Linked DNA regions of Gossypium hirsutum: region 1 is linked to region 2. The links are chromatin contacts, called in public Hi-C maps. All regions are on one chromosome and are shown on one strand. The core of a region is the stretch at or near the end of the contact, and the rest is flanking DNA. Distances in the headings are between cores, read along the strand shown.

The links. A called contact is a pair of places that touch in the nucleus more often than the background predicts.
Region 1: a Hi-C map of leaf shows a contact between it and region 2, with 6 times the contacts expected there. The contact joins the promoter of LOC107897891 here to the promoter of LOC107897879 in region 2. A contact is called at or near these places in 4 of 34 Hi-C or Micro-C datasets (callus and leaf).

Annotation. Positions count from the first base shown.
Region 1 is chrA11:32,335,636-32,339,315 of Gossypium_hirsutum_v2.1, reverse strand. It overlaps LOC107897891 (probable serine/threonine-protein kinase At1g01540), which reads left to right and starts at 1,737. Exons shown (of 7, transcript XM_016823486.2): 1 at 1,737-2,628; 2 at 2,718-2,822; 3 at 2,915-3,037; 4 at 3,133-3,303; 5 at 3,383-3,512; 6 at 3,651-3,680. The coding sequence starts at 2,018.
Region 2 is chrA11:32,195,584-32,199,204 of Gossypium_hirsutum_v2.1, reverse strand. LOC107897879 (protein RALF-like 34) reads right to left here and starts at 2,161. Exons shown (of 1, transcript XM_016823464.2): 1 at 1,257-2,161. The coding sequence starts at 2,044. The coding sequence ends at 1,640. TRNAR-UCU (transfer RNA arginine (anticodon UCU)) reads right to left here and starts at 2,334; the gene lies at 2,262-2,334.

The sequences.
Region 1 (3,680 bases), core at 488-2,987, 140 kb before region 2:
AAAGAAAAAAGTCAACCAAACAAATTTAACCATGTGAAACAGATTGAATAATAACAATAATTATTTTTGCTTGCTCTTATAAGGATTTGAACTTAAGACCAAAAGGTAAACTAATACCTTACCAGTTAAAACAATATCATTTTATCACAAGTTGAAGGAAAATAATATTTAAGCCGAATAAACAAAGGTAAAACTATGAGCAAAAATAACTGAATTTTCTCAAAAGATAGATTTAAACCCAAGACCTCTAACACACAATCCTGGCCCTTAACCACTAAAACAGACACTTATGACAAAATTTAACAAACCAAATATTCAAATTTTTGAGGTGTTACACAAAATTAAGCTAAACGTGCCACACTCAATCGCTCATCCAAACTCACCCATAATCTCCTTTTCGAAAAAATCTAGAAATCTATTACCCCATTATTTTTGAATAATCCAACCAAAATCCATGAAGATTTCCCTCTTTTTCTATCTTTGTTTTTCTTTCATCTACAAGATCCACATGACCGTCGGTTGTAATAACACCATACGAGAGTTTGTGTTTTGAGGAACATGCATGTTTTTGAGATGTTTGCATGCTTGTGTTTTGAAGAGCATGGTAATTTTTATGATTTTTTTGGGAGTTTAAAACTTTATTATTATTATTTTCTCCTGTGAATTTTGTCTCCAATGTCAGAGTCAGCCTCTCTTCTCTTCTTCATCCTTTTCTCTATCTTTTTTGTTGGGCTTGTGATTGGTTTTTATGAGGATAAAATTGTATATATATTTTTCTATTCGGTGGAGACCTATAATAGCCATTCTTAGATATCCTCGAAAGAATGACTATTACAACACTGCATGTAATAAAGTGGGAATAGGTCATTCCATGGAATGAGATTCATTCCAACCAAACATTGGTTTTACTGTACTATTCAGGTGAACCAAACTGTTGTAAATATTTGCGATTGGGCTTTGACAATAGCCCTACTACGAGTTAAGATGATTGGCTGTAGTTGGAAGCTTTGGGCTAAGCTGAAGTTGCGTTGGGTGTATTACATTGTTTGATGGTTGCCAAAAATAGTAACATAGTAAATAGAGATTCCGCCGAAAGGGCGTGAAAAACAACAGACGAGATCTTAAACGGTAAGATTCTATTAGTAGCAGAAATAAGATAAAGATCCAAGATTATGGCTCCAAAATCATCTTACTATTGGAGAAGCAGGTTCCTTCTTAGTATATTGATTACTGATGGGATGGCTGGACAACCCATGGAGCACAGTTCCACAAGTCTCAGACAATGCTGTGCTAGTCAAGTGTGTCCAAAATCTAACCACCCACACCCTCATTTCAACCAATATTTAATGTTGTTGGATAGTAACCAGACATGGTAATCTTTTGCTTTCCTAAACCAATAGATTTAAACTACTATATTACAACATAATCTAGACACTTATTTGGATTATAGATGTTAAAGTTTCACCTTAGCTCGCATATGAAAACTATGGAAAGGAAGATATGCTTTATTGGATAAGTATTATCTAAATTTAAATTAGACAAATACATTATTTTCTTTTATTGGATAAAAAATGCTTAAAAAGCAATAAAACTGACCTTCATTTCCTAAATTTAACCCCCATTGATTTGAAACTGATGTATTTTTAGTAGAACGTTAGCAAAGATTCAGAAAAAGCGAAAATCTTTATGTACAAAATTATTACTTAAACGCGTTGTTCATCCTGAGGGTTTACTCTCCTTTTTGGACTACCACTTCTTGCAGTACTTCCTAGTTCTAACACACTTAAAATCAACCTCATCCCAAAATTTATTTACCTATATAACCGGCTCCTTTTTCATTTTATTCGATTCCACTATGTAAAAGGTTCCATCATGCCACCTGCTACTAATCTTTTTCATTCCCTTTACTCTCTCTCTCCCCCTCTGTAGCCACTTTGCTATAGCCCCTATAAGTGACTTTAACATGCATCGGATTTGTTTGCAACATTTGTTCTCTTGAACGTAGGATCAGTCTCAGATGTCTGGTCGGAAAACTGGGTTTATGGCCGACCAACTATCCAAGACAACCTCGATTTTCGGTTTACGATTATGGGTAGTTCTTGGTGTCTGTGTAGGAGCAGCTTTTGTTCTCTTCCTTTTCCTAATTTCACTTTGGCTTGCTTCTAAACGAACTAAACGTAAGCCTTGTTCGAAACCAGGAATCCCAGTTGTTTCCAAAGAGATCCAGGAGATCAAAATCGACCCACCCAAGCCTCACAGGACTCAAATTCAAGCCGACCCTGACCCAAGTACTGGTATTGAGAGACAGGCCTTGCTTCTGCCTCTTGAAGAGGAGAGTCCAACTGGTTATCATGGAATTCACATTGAGATTGGAAAAGATCATAGAATTTCCTACCCAGGTTTATCTCCACAGACAAGTGGCGAGGCACGTGCTGATTACGTGGCAGGAGCGGCGCCTGAAGTTTCACATTTGGGATGGGGACATTGGTATACCCTGAGAGAGCTTGAGGTTTCAACAAATGGGTTTGCAGATGAGAAAGTGATAGGTGAGGGTGGGTATGGGATTGTTTACCATGGTATTTTGGAGGATAACACTCAGGTTGCTGTCAAGAACTTGCTCAACAACAGGTGATTTTATTTAATCAATTGTTTGTATCCCTACGTATTGGAGAAATTAGTGGCATTGTTAGTGAAATGAAGCATGTGGTAATGTGCAGGGGACAAGCTGAGAAGGAGTTTAAAGTTGAAGTAGAGGCAATTGGACGAGTTAGGCATAAGAATTTAGTCAGGTTGCTAGGTTACTGTGCTGAAGGAGCTCACAGGTAAGTCTGTTTTTGCCTATCAGTGCTTCGGCATCCCTTTCTATAACTCTGTAACTAAATGGCATTTACCTTTTCGTTTGCCTTATTGTTAGGATGCTGGTATACGAGTATGTAAATAATGGAAATTTAGAGCAGTGGCTTCATGGGGATGTAGGACCTTGCAGCCCTCTTACTTGGGACATTCGGATGAATATCATCCTGGGAACAGCGAAAGGGTTTGATCGAGATCTAATGAAACCTTCATTTCCGCTTTATTTATGCTGTTTTCTTCTTACATTGTTTAATTTCTTCTGACTGAATTGTTTATTAGGTTAGCTTACCTTCATGAGGGACTTGAGCCTAAAGTTGTTCACCGTGATATTAAATCAAGCAACATCCTACTCGACAAGGGTTGGAACCCCAAGGTTTCAGACTTTGGCCTAGCCAAGCTCTTGGGCTCTGAGAGCAGCTACATTACAACTCGAGTCATGGGGACATTTGGGTTTGTAAAATGCTTCCCTTTCATTCTGCCTGCTGGTGTGATTTTTGTGTATTTGGTCACATAGTTTTGGTTTTTGTAGCTATGTAGCTCCTGAATATGCTAGCACCGGCATGCTGAACGAAAGAAGTGATGTGTATAGCTTTGGGATTCTTATTATGGAAATAATTACCGGGAGGAACCCAGTTGATTACAGCCGGCCTCCAGAAGAGGTTTGTACCATGTATCCTATATCATTTTGTTGGTTGAATATGCAAAAGATGATTGTTTTATCAGAAAAAAGAAATGCTATTTAGGCTTCCTTCTTGCTTTCCCATGTTGCTTTTTGATTGAAAGTCAAGAATTTCCAGGTGAACTTAATTGAATGGCTTAAGAAGATG
Region 2 (3,621 bases), core at 912-3,411:
AGATTGTTATTTTATTGCATGTTTTAGTATATAAAATGGAAATAAACCAATTCAATTGGCAATATCCAGTTACGATCATGACTTATTTTTAGAAAAGAGAAGAAATATGTTTTGTTTATTTTGGAGATGTCTTAATTTTTACAATAATTTTTACTCATTATTCTAATTTTAAATCTAAGGTTGTACTAATTATTATTTATTTTATATCTAACTATTACAATACATAGATAATAAATAATTTTTTTCTTCAATTTTGAGGCTAGGGTTAAAATACTTAATAATATTGTTTAAGATATCATTTTTATGAGGCCCAAAACCAATATGTATCCTACTCCTGGAGTGGGCCTTAGTTCATTCTTTTGACTTGATGTCCTTTAGTTGATGGGTTGATGCCGAATAATCTCACAAACAAATGCTATCCCTACCAGTATACCAATGGTGGAGCCTAGTAGAGGCCAGAGGGTCATGGTCCCAAGGTTTAAATTCTTTTACAATTTAGCTCTAGTTCTCCTAAAAATATAAATAAGTCTCCCTAAAGTTTAACATTTTCTACAATTTTCTTCTTTGTACATATACTATACCCCTCTCAAAAATTGATTGTTTAAATATTTAAATCAATTATTATGTAACACATTTAATTAATATTAACATCCTCGCTCCGCAATGGGTTTATCACCCATTTTTTACTATATACTTAATTGGGTTTAAGTGATAAAAACATATTGAAGCAAATACCATTCTCAAGTTTCAACTTCCTTACTTGATTTGATCAATGGAAATTTCCTCACCCTCCTTTCTTTTAGCAAACTTTAAACACCTTTGCCAATTCTCATCCCCTCGAGATCCGTCCAAGCCCCATGCCCATGGATGGCACTTAAATTTGTCTCAGTAAGTTGTTGGAAAGTGGCTGGGACAGCTTCGGCTACTTATTATCTTATTATTATCCTACCACATTGAAGAGTAGACAAGTTTTCATCTATGTCGTTGCTTTCCTTTCTGAGTAATTATTAAATTATTAATAAATTTATATTTTGATTTAAAAGTTATAAAATAATTATTTAATTATTTAAAAGTTGTTAAACTATTAAAAAGATGTTAAGTATTTTTTAAAAGAGACTCTAAAGACAGTAAATCGGTACTCATCAATAAGTAAAAGAATATATCTTAAATCTAAGTTGATCTAAGTATCAATATTAAATATTAAAAAAGAGAAAGAAGATGAAAATTTAAAGAAAAAGTATATAACAGCTATTTTAAATAATAAAAAATTTCAAATTATTTAATAATTAAGGCAGAAAATCTTGGTGACTAGATTACCTTTTCAAGCTGCGGCGTCTGTTGCAGCACGCAACAGCAGGATTCAGGTCTTACAAGCATTTACATGTAGGTTGATGAGATCACATATATGATATAAAATAGCGACTGCCAATGAACACCCCCGCCCTTCCAGACCAAAACTATATATAATAACTACCATAACCATAAAGTAGTTTAACCTTATGACACATGATGCTCTTCAAACACTAAAAGGAGGGCAAAAAGAAGCCCCAGATCCCAAAACACTCAAATCTTCCACATTTCGAAAAATAATGATTAACTAATACAGACCCAGATTCTAAAAAGGGCTAAATTTAAAACCTCATCTCCTGCAGCGAGTGATCCTGGAACATCCCCTGGTATAAGGATGAACAGGGCCACGAGCCTTGAAACAGTTGTGAGTATAATAAGACCTGCCTGCCCTTGGTGGACATGGGATTCTGTTAGCCGAAAGCGCCCCATACGAAATGTAATACCTCATTCTCTTCCACCACAACAAAGATCTACCACTATACCCATTTTCAACTTCATCATCTACCTCCTCATCGCCTTCTTCATTGTCGTGTAAGTCACCCTGAAACGACATTGAAAGTGGCCATTCGAAAGCATCTCTCACCAGCTTCGACCTTGTGTCTTCAACTTGAGCTTCGGTTTTCGAGATCGAGACGGCAATATGAGTGAGGAAAAGGGGCAAAAGAAGCTTGCTGAGAACCGAAGAAGAAGCCATTGTTGGTAAACAGCTAACAAGTTGCAAAGGTGAAGCAGCTTTAAAACTTTTTAAGTCTGGTAATGAAAAAGTAGGTTAATGGGACAAGGGGGTCACGTGGAGCAGAGAGGTGATTTGGTTCTAGCTGTGCGTCATCAATGCACACCATTTAAAGCTCTGCCACCAACTTGGTCGCACCGAAAAGAAAGAGAGAGAACTGGGAAAAAAAGATAATGAACACACCCAGTGGGACTCGAACCCACAATCGCTTGATTAGAAGTCAAGCGCTTCATCCATTAGGCCATGGGTGCTCTTGAATTTCATTTGGAAGTTTTGCTTTATAAATTAATAACTTGTCAATCAAACTTGAGTCTATTGACCAATTAATTCATTTATAAATGTTTGATTTTTATTATTACATAATATGATTCTGTAACATGTTTAATTTCTTTTTTTTAAACGGAACAACCGAATTTTATTATTATTAAAAAAAAAAAAGACAGTTTCCAAATAATAAAGGAAAGCTGTAAAGTACATTAAAAAACTGAAACGTTTTAATGCTAAATAAAAGCAACCCAACCAAAACAAATGACATGAAACCTACTTTCAAACCATCTAAAAAAAAAAGAGAGAAGCCTATATAAATCACTATTGTCCCTTGAAGATGAACAAATTTCAGAGACTTCCTGTAGATAACCGGCGAGCTGCACGACCTAATCTGGCAGATCCATCCACCACTAGTCCTTTTCCACCGCAATAGCAGTGGACAAAGGCACCCCTTGTGTCAGATAAGTCGATACTCCTCTCTTTATGCCCTCTATAGCTAATAGATGTGCTACTCTGTTCCCCTGTTTCGGTGCATATCCGACAAAACAACTTTGATAACTTTCACTGAGCGATATTAAGTTCCTTATGTACGCACTGATTTCATATTTGTCTTCCCTGATTGCATGAAGCTTTTTCACTACAGTAAGCGCGTCCCCCTCAATCTCCACCTCCAAAAATCCCAATGCCAGGTCCATCTGAACCGCCTGAAAATGCGCAAGAGCCCCCGCGGCGAATGCCAAAAATATGTGGTCATTCATTATCATTCTGGAACCCAACACCACACCATTTGAATTTTTAATCACAATTACCGTGCATAACCTCTTGGAATGATTTTGGAAAGCAACATCAAAATTAATCTTCACATAACTCCTGCACATATGTAATGATAAAGTGGGCTGTGTCGAAAGGCGTTTGTCTATCTCCTTTATGAATTACTTTAATCCTAGTTGTCCATATAATCTAAATTGCACAAGCCACTATCCTACACTGGTAAATGGAATTATTCAAGAATATATATGCCAACCATTCCTTGTATTCTAACTCGGATACTGCTTGGGGCCAAATGATATTTAACATCTGCCATATTTCCTTTACAGTGGAGTAATCACGGAAAACATGCTCTAAGTTTTCAACTCCATTAGAGTATCTGAGACAATTAGCTAAACCAACCAATCTTATGTAGTGTAAGTTATTAAAAGCAGGAAGGAAATTCTGGAAAACTCTCCAATTTGTAATCTTTATTTTAGCTGGTAGATTAAGGAGCCAAAGTT